2 separate regions of the Mus musculus genome follow, and region 2 is linked to region 1. A link is a contact called in public Hi-C data. All regions are on one chromosome and are shown on one strand. The core of a region is the stretch at or near the end of the contact, and the rest is flanking DNA. Distances in the headings are between cores, read along the strand shown. Region 1 overlaps Nkain1 (Na+/K+ transporting ATPase interacting 1). Region 2 holds the start of Nkain1 (Na+/K+ transporting ATPase interacting 1).

Region 1 (4,105 bases), core at 571-3,070:
AAGCAGCTTGCAGGAGTTGGTCCACTCCTGCCCAGTGGGCTTTGAGGCTGGAGTTCAGATTCTCAGGTTTGTGCCTTCTTTCACCCACTGAACCATCTCCCTGCGCCTCAGTTTTGATTTTTAAAAATGTCTTTTGTTTGTGTTGTTTTAAGGTAGGGTGTTGGGGCTGGAGAGATGGCTCGGCGGTTAAGAGCACTGATTGCTCTTCCAGAGGTCCTGAGTTCAATTCCTAGCAACCACATGGTGGCTCGCAACCATCTGTAATGGGATTCGATGCCCTCTTCTGGTGTGTCTGAAGACAGCTACAGTGTACTGATATACATAAAATAAATAAATAAAATCTTAAAAAAAAAAAAAAGACAGGGTGTTACTGTGCAACCCCAGATGGCCTCTGACTTGGATTCTCTTTGCCTCCTGAGTATGGGGTGTACTAACACACCTAGGTTACTCAGCCTTGGTCTTGTGACTGGTGACATGGGTTTGTGCTCTCAGGTCTCCGTCCCTCTTCACACTGTTTCCAAAGGGCGGGGACCTTGGAGTGTGCACAGAGGTGTACTAACTGTTCTGAGACGTAGAGATGCCAGTTGAGTGGTGAATTGGTCAGAGCTGGTGTGAATAGGTGATAGCCCTGTGGGGTAGGAGCAGCCAACAGCCAGAGGTGGGGATGGAGCCACCAGGGGCCCCCCTCCGACCTACAGAGGTGACAGTTGAGGTGTATGTCCATGACCCAGGAGGGCCTGGGGAAAGGAGAGGGACTGGAGGCTCCAGTTCCAATCTCAGTTGCTCAAAGGATAGAAAGCAGGGAACAGCAAGATGGCTCTGCACACAGTCACCTGAGACCAAGCCTGACAGACTGAGTCTTATCCCCAGGACTGACAAAGTTGTCCTCTGACCTAAACACACACACATGCATATACACATGCATACACACATATACATATACCACACACACAGTGCATAAACACATGCATACATACATACATACATACATACATGCATATACATACATATACCACACACAGTGCATACACACATGTATACACACATATACATATACCACACATACAGTGCATACACATACATACATATACATATATCACACACATTCATATACACATGCATAAACACATGTACATATACCACACATACAGTACATACACATACACATACATGCACGCATGCATGCATGCATGCACATACATATACCACACACATTCATATACACATTCATATACACATTTATAAACACATGTACATATACCACACACAGTACATACACACATGTATACATACATGAATACATATACCACACACATTCATATACACATACATACACATGCTCACATACGCATTCACCTACTCACACTTTTTTTTTTTTAAAGGCGAAGAGTACAGTAAGGAAAAGGGCAGAGAGTTCTTTCCTCAAAGTCAGCCAACCACCCAAGTCAGTACTGGATTGCGGAGTCCACCGATCATTGTGCATGCTGAGGGAGCCTGAGGCCCAGTAGGGCAGTGACCCTTCCGAAGTCCCCAGCAGACAGAGCCACACTCCCGACGCCACCTGTGCTCCTTGACTCCCGAGCCAATGCCCGCTGGCAAACATGGCACCTTCGTACATAGATGAAGCAGGTGGCAAAGGAAGGTCTGTTCTGCCACCTGCCTGCTGCGTGACCTTGGGCAAGTCATTTGTCCCCTCTGAACTTCATGTTCTCTTTCCTCAAGAGGACAGAAGAGTGCCAGGACTGCCTTTCTGCCAAGGCATGTTCAGGGAGAGATGAACGTGGGAAGCCTCTGACCATCTGCAGGGCCCTGCGAGGGTTGTCACCAGCGAGAGGCAGATGGGAAGGCGCCAGGCTTGAGCCTGGCGCTACCAGGCTCTCCTCATGGCCTGCCCAAGCCTGCAGCTTCTTTGGTCTCTGCCCAAGCTGTGCCATCTGTGTGGTGACATCAGCCTGTATCTTCCTGCTGTCCCGGCAGGAAGAGACTCTGGGATCTCTCACTTGACCCAGATCCCCCCATAGCCATTGCTGAGCAGACCCTCTGCTCCCCTCTGTGGGGGGTAAGAATGTCGATGCTGTTTTCTCATGTCCCACAGTCTTTCTCATGCTAGACAAGTGCTCTTGCACTGAGACCCATTATAAAATAATTACTTTTATTTATTTGGGGTAACCCTTGGACTGATCAGAGGACACATTGTGGGAGCTAGTTCTCTTAGCAGCTGGATCCTGGCGATCAATCTCAGGGAGTCGGGCTTGGTGGCAGCCGCCTTTATCCTCACCCCATGACTGTTTGTCATGAGATGGACTCTCCAGAAGGAAGGAGAGGGCAGGACCAGGGTGACTCAAATTCTCACCCTTCCCCCAAAGCCACAACCAGGCATAGAAGCCTTGATGTCCTCCTTGCTGTTACCGATCTCTTTGGGGCTGAGGGAGTGGGTGGCTTCGGGTCAGTCTGTCGTCTTCAGTCTACAGTATGAAGGATGAGTCTCTGTCCTGTTGGGGGGCAGGGCAGTTGTCTCAGCCTGTCTCTTCTACAGGTGGCTGCACTCCAGCGGCAGATCTTCGATTTCCTGGGCTACCAGTGGGCTCCTATCCTGGCCAACTTCCTGCATATCATGGCTGTCATCCTGGGCATCTTTGGTACCGTGCAGTATCGGTCCCGGTATCTCATCCTGGTATGTCCCTTTCCTTGCCACTGCCTCTCCAGACACTGTTTCCTACCCATAAAGCCCCAAAGGACACAGATACCCAAATGTCGTCGTCGTCGTAAGTGTGCACTCAGAACGAACCAGGGTACTGTTTTTCATTAGAGAATCTTCCCAGAGGATAATGTAAATGTCAGCTGCCCAGGGTGGTCAGGGCCTAAGGGCACAGATCTACATCTGTGACAACAGCCCCACCGCCTCCCCTTTACAGTGAGGAATCCAGACTCAGCGTGGTTAAGTCTTCCTAAGGACATATAGCAAAAAAAGGCAGGTAGAGGCAGACCTGGAGTGAGGGCTCCTACACTGTCACCATCCTGCTATGGGGACAAAAAAGGGACCATACACCTATGTTCCCCAGGGAGGCAAGGAAGCATCAGGGAGTCTTGGGTTCTGTCCCTACTGCCTGATGTTCACTGAGGATATGGTCTGCCAGGCGTGGTGATACATATCTGTAATCTTAGAAGCTGGGAGACAGAGACGGTATCATCATGAGTTCAAGGATAGCCTGGGCTACACAGTGAAATACCCTCCCTATATTTAAAAAAGAAAAAAAAGACAACATAGTCTGAAGGTACTGGTAGCGTGGCTTCCCCTCCACTGCTCATAGTCTTCTGGACACCTAGTCTCCGACATCCTCGGCCTGCTGCTGCTGCTCCCTGCTGGTCCCTGGTGCCTCTTCAGGGGGCCATATCTAGGGAAAAGGCTTTTCAGTAGATTCGCCTGCATCCATACTTGGTGACTGCAGTAGCATGGACATGCAGGGCCAAGCTACAGATGACCCATTCCCGCTCATTCCCGGTCATCTCCTAAAGGCCCAGCTCCGCCTTGCCGGTTCTGTTGGCAGGTGCCCTCACCCTCTGAGCCCTGCAATTTGCATGTTTAAGACTTTAGTTATTTATGTTTAATTATGGAGGGGTACACTTGAGTGTGGTTACCTGAGGAGGCCAGAATAGGGCACTGGATCCCCTGGTCCTGAAGTTACAGGTGGGTTTGAGCCCTGGATTTGTGTTGATGCTGAGAAAGTTTTATTGCTGAGCCATCTCTCCAACCCCAGTTTGTAAATTTGAGGGGGGAGCGTGGTCAAGACAGGGTTTCTCTGGCTGTCCAGCAATTTGCTCTGTAGACCAGGCTGGCCTGAATTCAGAGATCTGCCTGCCTCTGCCTCCAGTGCTGATATCAAAGGCGTGCCGCACCCACCACTGTCCAGCCCTGATTTGTATTTTTTTTTTTTTTTTTTTTTGGTTTTTCGAGACAGGGTTTCTTTGTGTAGCCCTGGCTGTCCTGGAACTCACTTTGTAGACCAGGCTGGCCTCGAACTCAGAGATCTGCCTGCCTCTGCCTCCGGAGTACTGGGATTAAAGGCGTGCGCCATCACGCCCGGCCTGATTTGTATTTTTAACA
Region 2 (4,076 bases), core at 1,222-3,721, 34 kb before region 1:
CTTTCCTTTGTGAGTCCTGCTTCAGCCTTTCCTAGTCCTCTGTTAGTCATTCCTCGTGATAAGGATTGCAAGCCCCACCCCCACGCGTGTCATCCCCAGTTCTGAACCCCTTGCCAGAAATGACGGCCTCTGCTTGTCCAGTTGTGTTGGCTCCTTCCAAGAACTTCAAGCTTCAGAACAGAAAGGTGCCCACGGGGACCGACCCAGTGCTGGGAAGCAGCATGTGGCTGGCTACTTTTATGTCAACTTGACCCAGGCTAGAGCCATTTGAGAGGAGGGAACCACAAATGAGAAAATGCCTCCATAAGACTGGGCTGTAGGCAGCCTGCTGAATACTTTCTTAATTAGTGATTGATATGGGAAGGTCCAGTCCATTCCAAGTGAGACCATCCCTGGGCTGATAGTCCTGGGTTCTGTAAGAAAGCAGGCTGAGCAAGCCATGGGGAGCAAGCCAGTGAGCAGACTCCTCCATGGCCTCTGCATCATCCTGTTTGAGTTCCTGTCCTGACTTCCTTCAGTGATGGATTATGGATCAGAACCATAAACTAATAAACATTTTCTTCCTCAACTTGCTTTTGGTCATTGTGTTTTATTCTAGAAATAGTAACCCAAATTAAGACACAGGGTGTATAACATGCATGCTACCCCAGTCTGCTCACAGCCAAAGAGTCCTGCTGTGATCCAAGGCCTGGGGAAGCCAAGGTAAATCACCAAACCGAGTCCTCATACTGCTCACAGGAAGCTAAGAAGGTTCTAGAATGAGCTATCATGGAGGTATCGAAGGCTGGAATGAGCCAGAGAGGGGATTTCCCTGGGTGACCAAGGGTCAAGGAGTGAGGCCTCAACTAAAACACTAAAGATGAAACAGCGTCCACTGCACTGCACATAAGGATCTCAGAGCAGAACAACCTTGGGACTCAGAGATGGCTTTTTGTGAAGACACTTGCTACTGAGTTTGAAGACCTGAGTTTGATCACTGGGACCCACATAGAGGAAGCTAACTCCTACTCATGGTCCTCTGAGAGCCACAGGGTGCTCTAGCATGTGTCAACCTAAACACAGACATACAACATAAATAAATAAAGAACAAACCTAAAAGCAGAGAGGGGCCAGAGGGCGTGGAAGCCTGGGATTTAGTAGGGCAGGATTGAAATAAATGACCTTGGACAGAGGGTAGCTCAGACTTGGAGTGAGGTGGCCAGGCCTTGGGTCTGTGGCATTTGGGACATTCAAGAGCCTGGCAGAGCTGGTCAGAGCCTAGCAGAACCCAGTCACTGTAAGGAGAGAGGCATCATGTGTCCAGTGCTTGGGTCGGTGAGGGCTTCTGAGCACACTGTCAGCATGGAAGAGAGAACTGACATGGGCTCACCCGAAGCCTCCAGGGGATCCAGTGGGGACCGGGCTGGCGCTTCCTTTGTGGGAAACAGGACTCTTTGGAGACTTTGATAAAAGCTGGGTCCCAGTCCCCACGTAAAGTTATGCTCTGGGTATAGAGTCTGGGACAGACTCCAGGAAGCCTAGCTAATCATGGAAACTGGCTGGACACAGCTGCCATTCCCTAACAGTGGCTGAGAAGAGTCCCCACTGTTATCCCAGTTGCTTTTTGGTGGTGTGTGCGTGTGTGCATGTGCTTGTGTGTGTGTTTAGTGTGCGATGGTTGATTCTGGGAATACCTGGGGGGCCTTTTGTTTTGTCACTGTTGAGAGTACTAGGATCAAATCCAGGGCTTTTCTATCCACTTGTCTTGCGTGTTTTAAAACGCGTTTATCTGGAATTTGGGAGGCTGAAGCAGGAGGATCTCTGAGAAGCCAAACTGGGGACCGGACTATTCCGGTCCCTGAGCTATGAAGAGTCAAGAGAACGGAAGACCGCTTCAAGCGCACTCTGGCTTTCATAAACCCAAGATATACCAGGTTCTGAAGGAAAGACAGAAAGAAGAAAATGTGGCCGGGAAACCAGGAGGGCTGGCGAGCTGGGCTGAAAACTCAAATGAAAATAAAGGGCAAAGTTGGAACTCCAGGGTAGGGTGGCTCCAACTCCCTCAGCTGGCCAAGCTAAGGGCTACTGTTGGGTTTACAGGACTGCATCCAAGAGACTTTTTTCCTACTTTGCCCCTGAGGCCCCTGGGCGGGGGTGGTCCAGAGAGGTAATGTGATCTGCCCAAGGTGACACGGCTAAGGAACAGCAGTCTGGACGCGACCCAGAGCTGCCAGCGCGCAGGACCCGCACTCTTCCACTTCGCTCCACGCCCCTCCCCTCCCCCGCCCCCTCGCTCTTCCGCCCCTCCCTCGCCTCCCTCCGGGGTGGCGGCCGAGCCACGTGGTGGGCCGGGAAGCGGCGGCTGCCGAGCGCCCGGGCGGCTGCCCCAGCTGGGCAGTGCTGCACCGCGCCGCGCTCGGTGCCTGCGGGGGCCGCTGCGCGCTGGCCGGCGCCGCGGGCGGGAGGTGTGCCGACGGCCGGCCGCAGACAAAGGAGGCGCGGCGGAGCCCGCGCGGACCGGGCGCACCATGCACTTGGGGTGCGGCCGGCCGGCCGCGGCTCTGGAGACCCGGCCCTAGTCGCCGGCCCCACCGCCCCGGGGCGCCATCGAGACGACGCGGCCCCGCGCGGCGCGAGGAGGAGCCATGGGCAAGTGCAGCGGCCGCTGCACGCTGGTCGCCTTCTGCTGCCTGCAGCTGGTGAGCCGCGCGGAGCGGGGTGGGGCGGCGGCGGTGCGTGGGCGCCACCCGGGGTGCGGGGTGGCCGGGCGGAGTCTGCCCCGCGCGGGCCGGCTTGTCCCTTTGTGTGCGCTCCTCGCCTCAGCCCCGCGCTCGCGCGCACGGTCCAACGCTCCCGGGTTGCACGCGTCGGTTCGCAATGGGTGCGTGGGCTCCCGCTGGGGGGCTGCGCCCCAGGACTGTGGCTCCCTTGGGGCTGGGGGTGTGTCCGAGGCTGGTCTGTGTACTCGGAGAGGTCCCTGCCCGAATGTTCCCCTCCAGATCGCTGATTCCGTGGGTACCTCATCCCTCTGGGCTCCGCCCCTGTGAGCGTTTCTCACAAAGTCTCTTTCTGCTCCTGTATTATGTCTCTGGAATGTTTTTAGATCTCTGGCCATTTCTGCTTCTTGTTTGGGTGGTGGGACCTGAGACTCTTTGAGAACCCTCGGCCGTCCTTTGTGCTGCTTTCCTGCCTCCCAGCACCCTCCTGACTGGGTGGCCAGGGATGGAGAACTACCTCCTTGAGGGGGGTGATCAGGAATTGATGTATCACGGGCCAGCCTAACCTGGCAGGCACCGGACTCACTCTGTGGTTCTCTTTAGTCTGACCACCGAGTCCTCCAGCGTCCCATGAGCCATCTGTTCTATCAGCAGCGGGTGAGGTGGGGTCAGGTAAAGAGTTCCCTGGTCCCATTGGATGAGGACACTTGAGTGTCTTGGGAAGAATCAGAGCATCTCGGGGCTCTGTGCTGGCCCCAGTTTGGGGGAAAATGAGGTCTTTAACTGGAGGGCAACAGAGTGAATCCGGAGGCTAAGAGTAGCTGAGGTCCTTGCCTATGTATTGGGAGGGTGATAGAGAAGAGACGGGGGTCTCCTGCCTCCCTTGGAACTGTGTTATGCTTCTACTCAAGACACTGTTGTGTAGGAACTGCTGATAGCATCGGGTCTGTGGAGGAGCCTGGGGCCTCATTCCTATGGGTCCCGTGGTCTGGATCTGCCTTCCGGCCAGCACCTGCTCCTCCCCACAGGTGCGCAGGGTGGTGGGAAGCTTTGAGTGAGATGTGCTGGTGGCCTCTGTCCTCTCACCTTTCCTTGAGTCACCGGCCCTGCGGCGCCTGCTGTTCACAGCATCGTCCTCTTGGGCCATGCTAGAACCTCCTCTCCTCCCACATTGGTGTGTTGGTGTTTTGCCCCTCAGAAGGCCACCTGGTCTGTCAGGCGTCATTCTCAAGGACGGCAGAGGGGCTTAATCACCACCAGGTAGGATGGAAACTCCAAAAGGGCAGAGACAGCTCATTTTGTTCCTGCTAAAACCCCAGCAGCTGGGCAGCCCTTGACACCTCATTAATATTTGTAAACTAAACGAAGAACTGGTTATTT

What was found. Hi-C and Micro-C count contacts between places; a contact is called where the count stands out from the background.
Region 2: a Hi-C map of cortical glia shows a contact between it and region 1, with 2.1 times the contacts expected there. The contact joins the promoter of Nkain1 here to the enhancer-like site in region 1. A contact is called at or near these places in 1 of 15 datasets of contacts at CTCF or cohesin (the NIH/3T3 cell line), 24 of 484 Hi-C or Micro-C datasets (B cells, the G1E-ER4 cell line, the HL-1 cell line and 13 more), 14 of 115 datasets of contacts at active chromatin or transcription factors (CD8 T cells, cardiomyocytes, craniofacial prominence and 8 more) and 1 of 9 other capture datasets (adipose tissue).

The regions. Positions count from the first base shown.
Region 1 is chr4:130,537,621-130,541,725 of GRCm38.p6, reverse strand. It overlaps Nkain1 (Na+/K+ transporting ATPase interacting 1), which reads left to right. Exons shown (of 7, transcript NM_025998.4): 2 at 2,537-2,674. Among named protein-coding and RNA genes, the nearest start is that of Nkain1, 34 kb to the left of the region's middle. Within about 2 kb of position 1,820, at least 37 of the 459 cell types and tissues checked have an H3K27ac peak or open chromatin away from gene starts, as enhancers often do. A contact at or near this core is called in cerebellar granule neurons, cerebellum, cerebral cortex and 2 more, where this site is marked.
Region 2 is chr4:130,572,431-130,576,506 of GRCm38.p6, reverse strand. It overlaps Nkain1 (Na+/K+ transporting ATPase interacting 1), which reads left to right and starts at 2,471. Exons shown (of 7, transcript NM_025998.4): 1 at 2,471-2,678. The coding sequence starts at 2,625.